Linked DNA regions of Hordeum vulgare: region 1 is linked to region 2. A link is a contact called in public Hi-C data. All regions are on one chromosome and are shown on one strand. The core of a region is the stretch at or near the end of the contact, and the rest is flanking DNA. Distances in the headings are between cores, read along the strand shown. Region 1 holds the start of LOC123452684 (protein unc-13 homolog). Region 2 holds the start of LOC123452649 (protein SAWADEE HOMEODOMAIN HOMOLOG 2-like).

The links. A called contact is a pair of places that touch in the nucleus more often than the background predicts.
Region 1: a Hi-C map of seedling shows a contact between it and region 2, with 2.9 times the contacts expected there. The contact joins the promoter of LOC123452684 here to the promoter of LOC123452649 in region 2. A contact is called at or near these places in 4 of 6 Hi-C or Micro-C datasets (leaf and seedling) and 1 of 1 datasets of contacts at active chromatin or transcription factors (embryo).

The regions. Positions count from the first base shown.
Region 1 is chr5H:397,738,178-397,741,185 of MorexV3_pseudomolecules_assembly, reverse strand. It overlaps LOC123452684 (protein unc-13 homolog), which reads right to left and starts at 1,497. Exons shown (of 5, transcript XM_045129389.1): 1 at 857-1,497. The coding sequence starts at 1,369.
Region 2 is chr5H:397,591,015-397,594,456 of MorexV3_pseudomolecules_assembly, reverse strand. LOC123452649 (protein SAWADEE HOMEODOMAIN HOMOLOG 2-like) reads right to left here and starts at 1,372. Exons shown (of 9, transcript XM_045129350.1): 1 at 1,225-1,372. The coding sequence starts at 1,263.

The DNA of each region.
Region 1 (3,008 bases), core at 248-2,747, 150 kb before region 2:
CATGTACTCCCTCCGTCCCAAAATAACTGTCTCAAGCTTAGTACAACTTTGTACTAGAGCTAGTACAAAGTTAAGACACTTATTTTGAGGTGGAGGGAGTATATGATACTAGTGTTAGGGATGTAGGCGGGCATCCCGCATAACATAATATTAGTTCAAATTAAGGTAAATTCGACCAAAAAATTATAACTAACCTAAGATATTTTGACTTGGAAGCGGGACGGATCGGGTGCCGCTCTACATCCCTACCTTAATTTGAACTAATATTATGTTATGCGGGATTATGCGGGATGCCCGCCTACATCCCTAACACTAGTATCATATACATGATACTAATACTCGTATATGATACTCCCCATTACAACCAGCCTTACACGAGTATATAAATATAATTAATGGGACGATCAGCGGGGGGAAAGTGAATTATTCCATTGCAGCCGACACAACTGACAATTATGAGATTCAATCAAGCTAAAAAAAAGGAAAGAAAACTATTTTCACACCCCTCGCGAGAAAAGGCCCGCATACTCGCCAGTTGCATTTCAGCTCGACTTGAGATACGGAAACCAAAAATAGAAAGTGAGAAAATAAGCGTATTTTCAGCCGAATTTGAAATTTCTTCGAGCCCTCCAACTAACTGCGAAGAACACTGACCAAACCAGAACCAAAACGAAGATCACGCTTCTATGCTTTTGGCGCGGCAGGCTGAACCCACCCCAGATCTACCACAATCTGCCGACACGGAATTCAAGCCAGCACGAAAATGGCGATCAAATGAGCAAACTTTAAGCGGCATTTCAGCTCGAATCCCGCAGATTTAACGCGCTAACAACCGCAACAAACTCAGAGATCCTACCTGACCCGCGGCGATGCGGAGGAGGCCCCTCCGGATCCTGGCGTCGGCGGGCTCCGACACGCGCATCTGCGACCGCATCAGCTCCCCGACCGTCGCCGGCCGCCGCGGGGCCGCCTTGGCCCCGGCGCCGCCGCTCCCCGGGCTGCCTCCCTTGGACGAGGCCGAGGACTTGAGCCCGAGCGCCTTCTTCATCTTGCTGGCGGCGGCCGAGGTGAGCGAGCGCTGGAGCGACGAGGAGGAGCTGTTGGCGGAGGACGCCGAGGAGGCCGAGGCCGGGGAGGCCGGGCCCGCTTGGGGGATGTAGGTGAGGGGCTTGCCGCCGGTGGTGCGGGACGCGGCGACGAGGACCTCGTAGGCGGTCTCGCGGAGCTCGGCCGCGGAGAGCTGCACGCCGAGGTCGGGGAACGGCGACGGGAGCGCGGAGGCGGCGGGCGACGCGGCGGCCGGGGGCGCGAAGCCATTGGAGGAGGAGGAGGCGGAGTCGCGGCGGGGGTCGCGGAACAGGCGGGCCATCGCGTCGGGAGCGGCGGCGGTGGCGGAGGTCGGCAGGGCAGCTTGCCTCTCTCTCTCTCTCTCTCTCTCTTGCTGGTGGGGAGAGAGAAAGGGAGGGAGGGAGGGAGGTGCGTGTATCGGTGTATGCGCGTGCCGCTTTTGCTCTCCAGTCCAGGGATGGGATGATGAGGAGAGAGAAAGTGAAGAGAGGCCCAAGGTGAATTGCAAGATGTACCCCGTTTTACCTCGGTTATTATACAAGTTGTTTTACAAAGTTCTTTTAATAATTTTTCAATTTATTCTTCTTCAATCATGACGTACAACGAACACCATAAATAATAAAAATTTACATTCTTGTCCACAGACCATCTACCGACGACTACAAAGACAGAAGTGGGTCAATGGTGTGTCGCCATCATTGCCCTCCCTCGATGAAGCCGGACAAAACTTGGTGTACTCTCTTTGTAAGGAAATATAAGAGCGTTTAGATCACGTTATCTAAGTGATTTTATATTTCCTTATGAAGGAAGTGGTAAATAGTTGGGAAGTCGTTGTTCTAAGGCCCAATGAATCGCCGCATCAGAACAACAAACCACCGCCGATGAAGAATAGCATCGATCATGAGGATCCGATCTGAAGACATGCAGACGTAGACGAACAACGATCGGATCCGAACACATCCATCAAAGATAGTTCAACCAAAGACACATCTCCACACGCTCATCAATGATAGTAAACGCACCGTCGAAACGGGGGTTAGACAAAAAGAACCTTATTTTATTTTCATCAAGTCGTCGCGCATCTCGACTTCCTGAGTTGGATACTACCCTAACAAAAACTCCAAAAAAAGTAAAAATGAGTCCTCCCACTGGCAAGGATCGGGATCCACTGCACCCCCATGGCCCTGAGAGCAACTCCAGCCGGTCGACCCAAACGGACGGTGGTTTTGTCCGCTTTTTGTCCATTTGGGACGGCGGCCCGCTCCGCGCCCGCCCGCTTTTTTTTGGGTCGGTCGCGCGCCCAACGATGATGACCCGTTTTTTGTCTGCGCATTCGATAAAATTGGCCAGCATGCCAACGCCAAGAGTTCATGTCGGCACCATGTCAGCGACCGACATACATTGCCAGCCTACATTAAACCACCACGCAGTTCATGTTGGCACACTTGCCAGCGGCCGACACACATGCCAGCACACCAAATTCGACCACGCCATGTCGGCCCGTGGTCATGCCAGCACACTTGCCGGCATACAAAAAAGGTTTCGTGATCTCCGTCGCAGATCACAGCTGTTCGAACTTGAGCATTTCGGCCTATATCTTCTCGAACCATAGCCTCTTTCTCGGTGACACGGTGTTCAGATCAACCTTCATGATCTCTGTGCCCGTCTTCATGCTTGCGAGGGACACTTCTTTCGCATTGGTCCTGGCATTGGTGGCCTCGATCTTGAGCATCTTGGCTTGCTTCGCCTTCTCCAACTCAAGCATCTTGGCTTGCCCCAACGCGTCCATCTCGAGCCTCCTCCTTTGGATTTCCATGAAGGCGTGCATTTTCTCTTCCTTTTCTTACCAGCGCTTCTCCCCCCTCAAGTCCTTCTTGCTTACATGCCCTCCACCTTTTCAAGCAAGCGATCGACGCCGCGTCCCGCGTGTCCTTCTTCTT
Region 2 (3,442 bases), core at 123-2,622:
GTTTTACCCCACCCTCGCTCCAAAATGGATAAGCAAGTACAAAACAATAATGCATAGACATTGTTTGCCCGCCTTGTGTCCATTGACTTGAAATTCTTTCAGAGGAAGCTATTAAGGAACAGATTGAGTGGTTTTCCATCAGGAGTAAACATAATATTTTCATGCCTAATGCTCTTATACTAGAAGATGAGTGTTCAGAAATATTTTTCAATCAAAATCGAGCTGCAACTGATTGTTTTCACTGGTCACATCTAGGGGGCAAACGGAAAACAATAAGCTTTGGTGTCCATTTACAAATAGGCGCAGCTTAACGCATATGCTACATATTGCATACTAACAAACCCTTTAGACTGGAATAACCTCTAACCATTTTAAATTACCACGACGACAAAGATTAGGCCTCAAATGCTATCTACAAACCATGGTTTTCAAGTCGGCGTGACTAGTTGACGAGTCGCACTGCCAGGTCTGACGATTCGATTTGCCAGGCTCAACTCATCACGAGTCGCTACCCCAGAACGACTCATCGACTCAAAAACCATGGTACAAACTGAATAATACAATGCGATGCTCCAATAATTCTACCCCCTACAGTTGCTTGGACTGATCATCCAACTGGCATTTGGTCCAACCGTTTGGGAATCAGCCCCAACAAACAAAACCCTAGCGATTTCCCCCCATCAGATACCATTATTACACACTAGCACAGAACAATGTGGCACGGAAGTGCACGTCGTATTGCAACCAGAGCAGGAAAATCACAATATGTACAACAATCAAAATTCGCATGCAAGGGGAAAAAAATGGTCAGTACCCACAACAGCAGCAAATACGGAAAAAGTATTTCATTAAAATAAGGGCATTAGAGCAACAAAAATCCAATAAAATCTCCCCCGTCCAAGAGGAGACCTTCCCCTTCATCAAGAGCACCCCCGGGCCGGACGAAACCTAATAAAACGAGGGCAAAGGACAGAATCCGCAGCAAAAACCACCGCGAACTCTGAAACGCAATGGGGCGGCATCGAAGCGACTGGATCGCGTCCGACTGCGAGCGTCCTCTTCCCATCGAATCGGAGGGGAAGATCCTAGCGCCTCCGACGCCGCAGATAGGACGAACACCGGGGAGGGGTGGCGCCGATGAAGCACCGAGGAGCAGCGCCCGGGTGCATCGGGGCAGCGAGGATGGGGGGGGAAGGAGAGGGGAGGTAGCGAATGGCGCTGTACCTCGGAGGGCGAGAAGCGGGTGCTGGATCGTCGCTCCATCGCTGGCCGGCGGCGAGGTCGAGGGGGGAGGGGGAGGCGGCTGCCAGTCCAACCACCAGTGGCACAGGCAATTATGAGGGGTGCTGTCTCCGGATGCGCCGAGCGTGGAAAAAAAAGAGAGGAAGGAATAAACCCAAGTGAGAGAGAGGAGGGGAAGCAGGAATCCCGGAAAGTGGGGTGCACCCCACCGGAAACAGCGTGGACCCCAATGGACAGTAGGGGTGGAAAGTTTGGGGTCGGCTAAGAGCAAGTACAGTAAGGTACAGTCAGCAGGCTGTAAAGATTAAAATAATACTCCCTCTGTTCCTAAATATAAGTCTTTTAAGATATTTCATTATGAGTCTACATACGGAACAAAATGAATGAATCTATACTCTAAAGTATGTCTATATACATCCGTATGTAGTTCACTAATGAAAACTCTTTAAAGACTTATATTTAGGAACGTAGGAAGTATATTTTTGCTGAGTTGGATGAGAGAGAAGAGGAGAGAGAAGGGAAGCGGGCTTTTCGTGAAGAGTCAGCTCTAGCACGTGCTCCTAGGTGCTTTGTGAGAATGAAAGGTGGACCATATATGATAAAAGTAGTACTATTTTATAGCTAACTATTGTACAAGCTAACTATAAGACGGGCTATAAGACTGCTTATAGCCAGCAGTTGGCTATGCTATTAACCATGCTCTAAGAGCAAGTATAATAGGATGACGTTGGCAGGCTGCAAGACTTAAAATACTATATTTATGATGAGTTGGAGGAGAGAGAAGGGAAGTGGGTTACAAACTAATGGTGGGCTTTGTATCAATAAAGTAGTACTTATTTACATCTACCTATTGTACTTGCGGGCTATAAGCTTGGCTAACTAATGGTGGGCTTTGTATCAATAAAGTAGTACTTATTTACATCTACCTATTGTACTTGCGGGCTATAAGCTTGGCTATAGATGACGTGTCAACATCATATAGCCAGCAGCTGGCTGTACTATTAACCATGCTCTAAGAGCAACTCTAGTAGATCCTGCATCCCGTCGGCCCGTAAAACGCGTTTGCAGTTCGCGCAAAACAACTTTTTTACGGATCAACTTTGCGGGGTCTGCTCTTTGCGCCGCTGCATCCCGCATATCATCAGCCCCCAAATATCAAATACAACATAATTCAACAATCGAAAACAAACTGAATTATTCGAAACAAACATAATACGATAATCGTCCGCATTACAAATAATTATTCAAATAATCGTAGCAAACTTAAATAGTGCAATACAAAACTTGCCATTAATACAAATACAAATGAATACAAAAATAAGTCACTGTCCAGCCCTTTGCCAATGGTGCTCAATGAGATCTTCCTGAAGTTGAAAGTGGGTGGCTGCATTTTCAATCCCCTTGTATGTCTGAAGAAAAGCTCTAATGCGGATTGGGTCTCTATCTGGTTTGACACGGCTACCCACATTGTCGTAAAAGAATTCTAAGTTCAATCATTTCTCATCTTCAAGAATCATATTGTGCAGGATAACACAACATGTCATGATGTTCTTCAAGGTTTTCTTATCCCAAAAATGAGGAGGACCACGAACAATGGCAAACATAGATTGCAAAACACCGAATGTTCTTTCAATGTCTTTGTGGGCTGCCTCTTCACCCTTGCAAATTCACATTGTTTTTTTGTTTTGGGTTATTTGATGCTCTTGACAAATGTGCATCAAGGAGGGTATATACCATCTGCAAGATAGTACCCCTTTGTGTATTCATGTCCATTGATAGTGTAGTTGCAAGCAGGATCATCACCACTAGCAAGCCTAGCAAACAAATGAGTCAGTTGTAACACATTGATATCATTGAGAGTGCCCCGGTATACCAAAAAGCAATGTCAAATCCATAAATCCTCGGATGCTACGGCCTCTAGCACAATTGTTGCATCACGAGACTTGCCACAATACATTCTTTGCCAAGCCTTGGGGCACAATTTTCAATTCCAATGCATACAGTCAATGCTACCTTAGCATGCCAGGCCAACCTCTCCTCTCATTAGACGCCATCAATTTCTTTGTGTCATCTTCATTGGATGCCCGAAGATACTCAGGACCGAAGACACAGATGATCACTTTCGCAAATCTACGCACAGACTCAATTGTGGTATCTTCACCAATGCGAAGATACTCATCGACATAGTCAGTCGGAACGC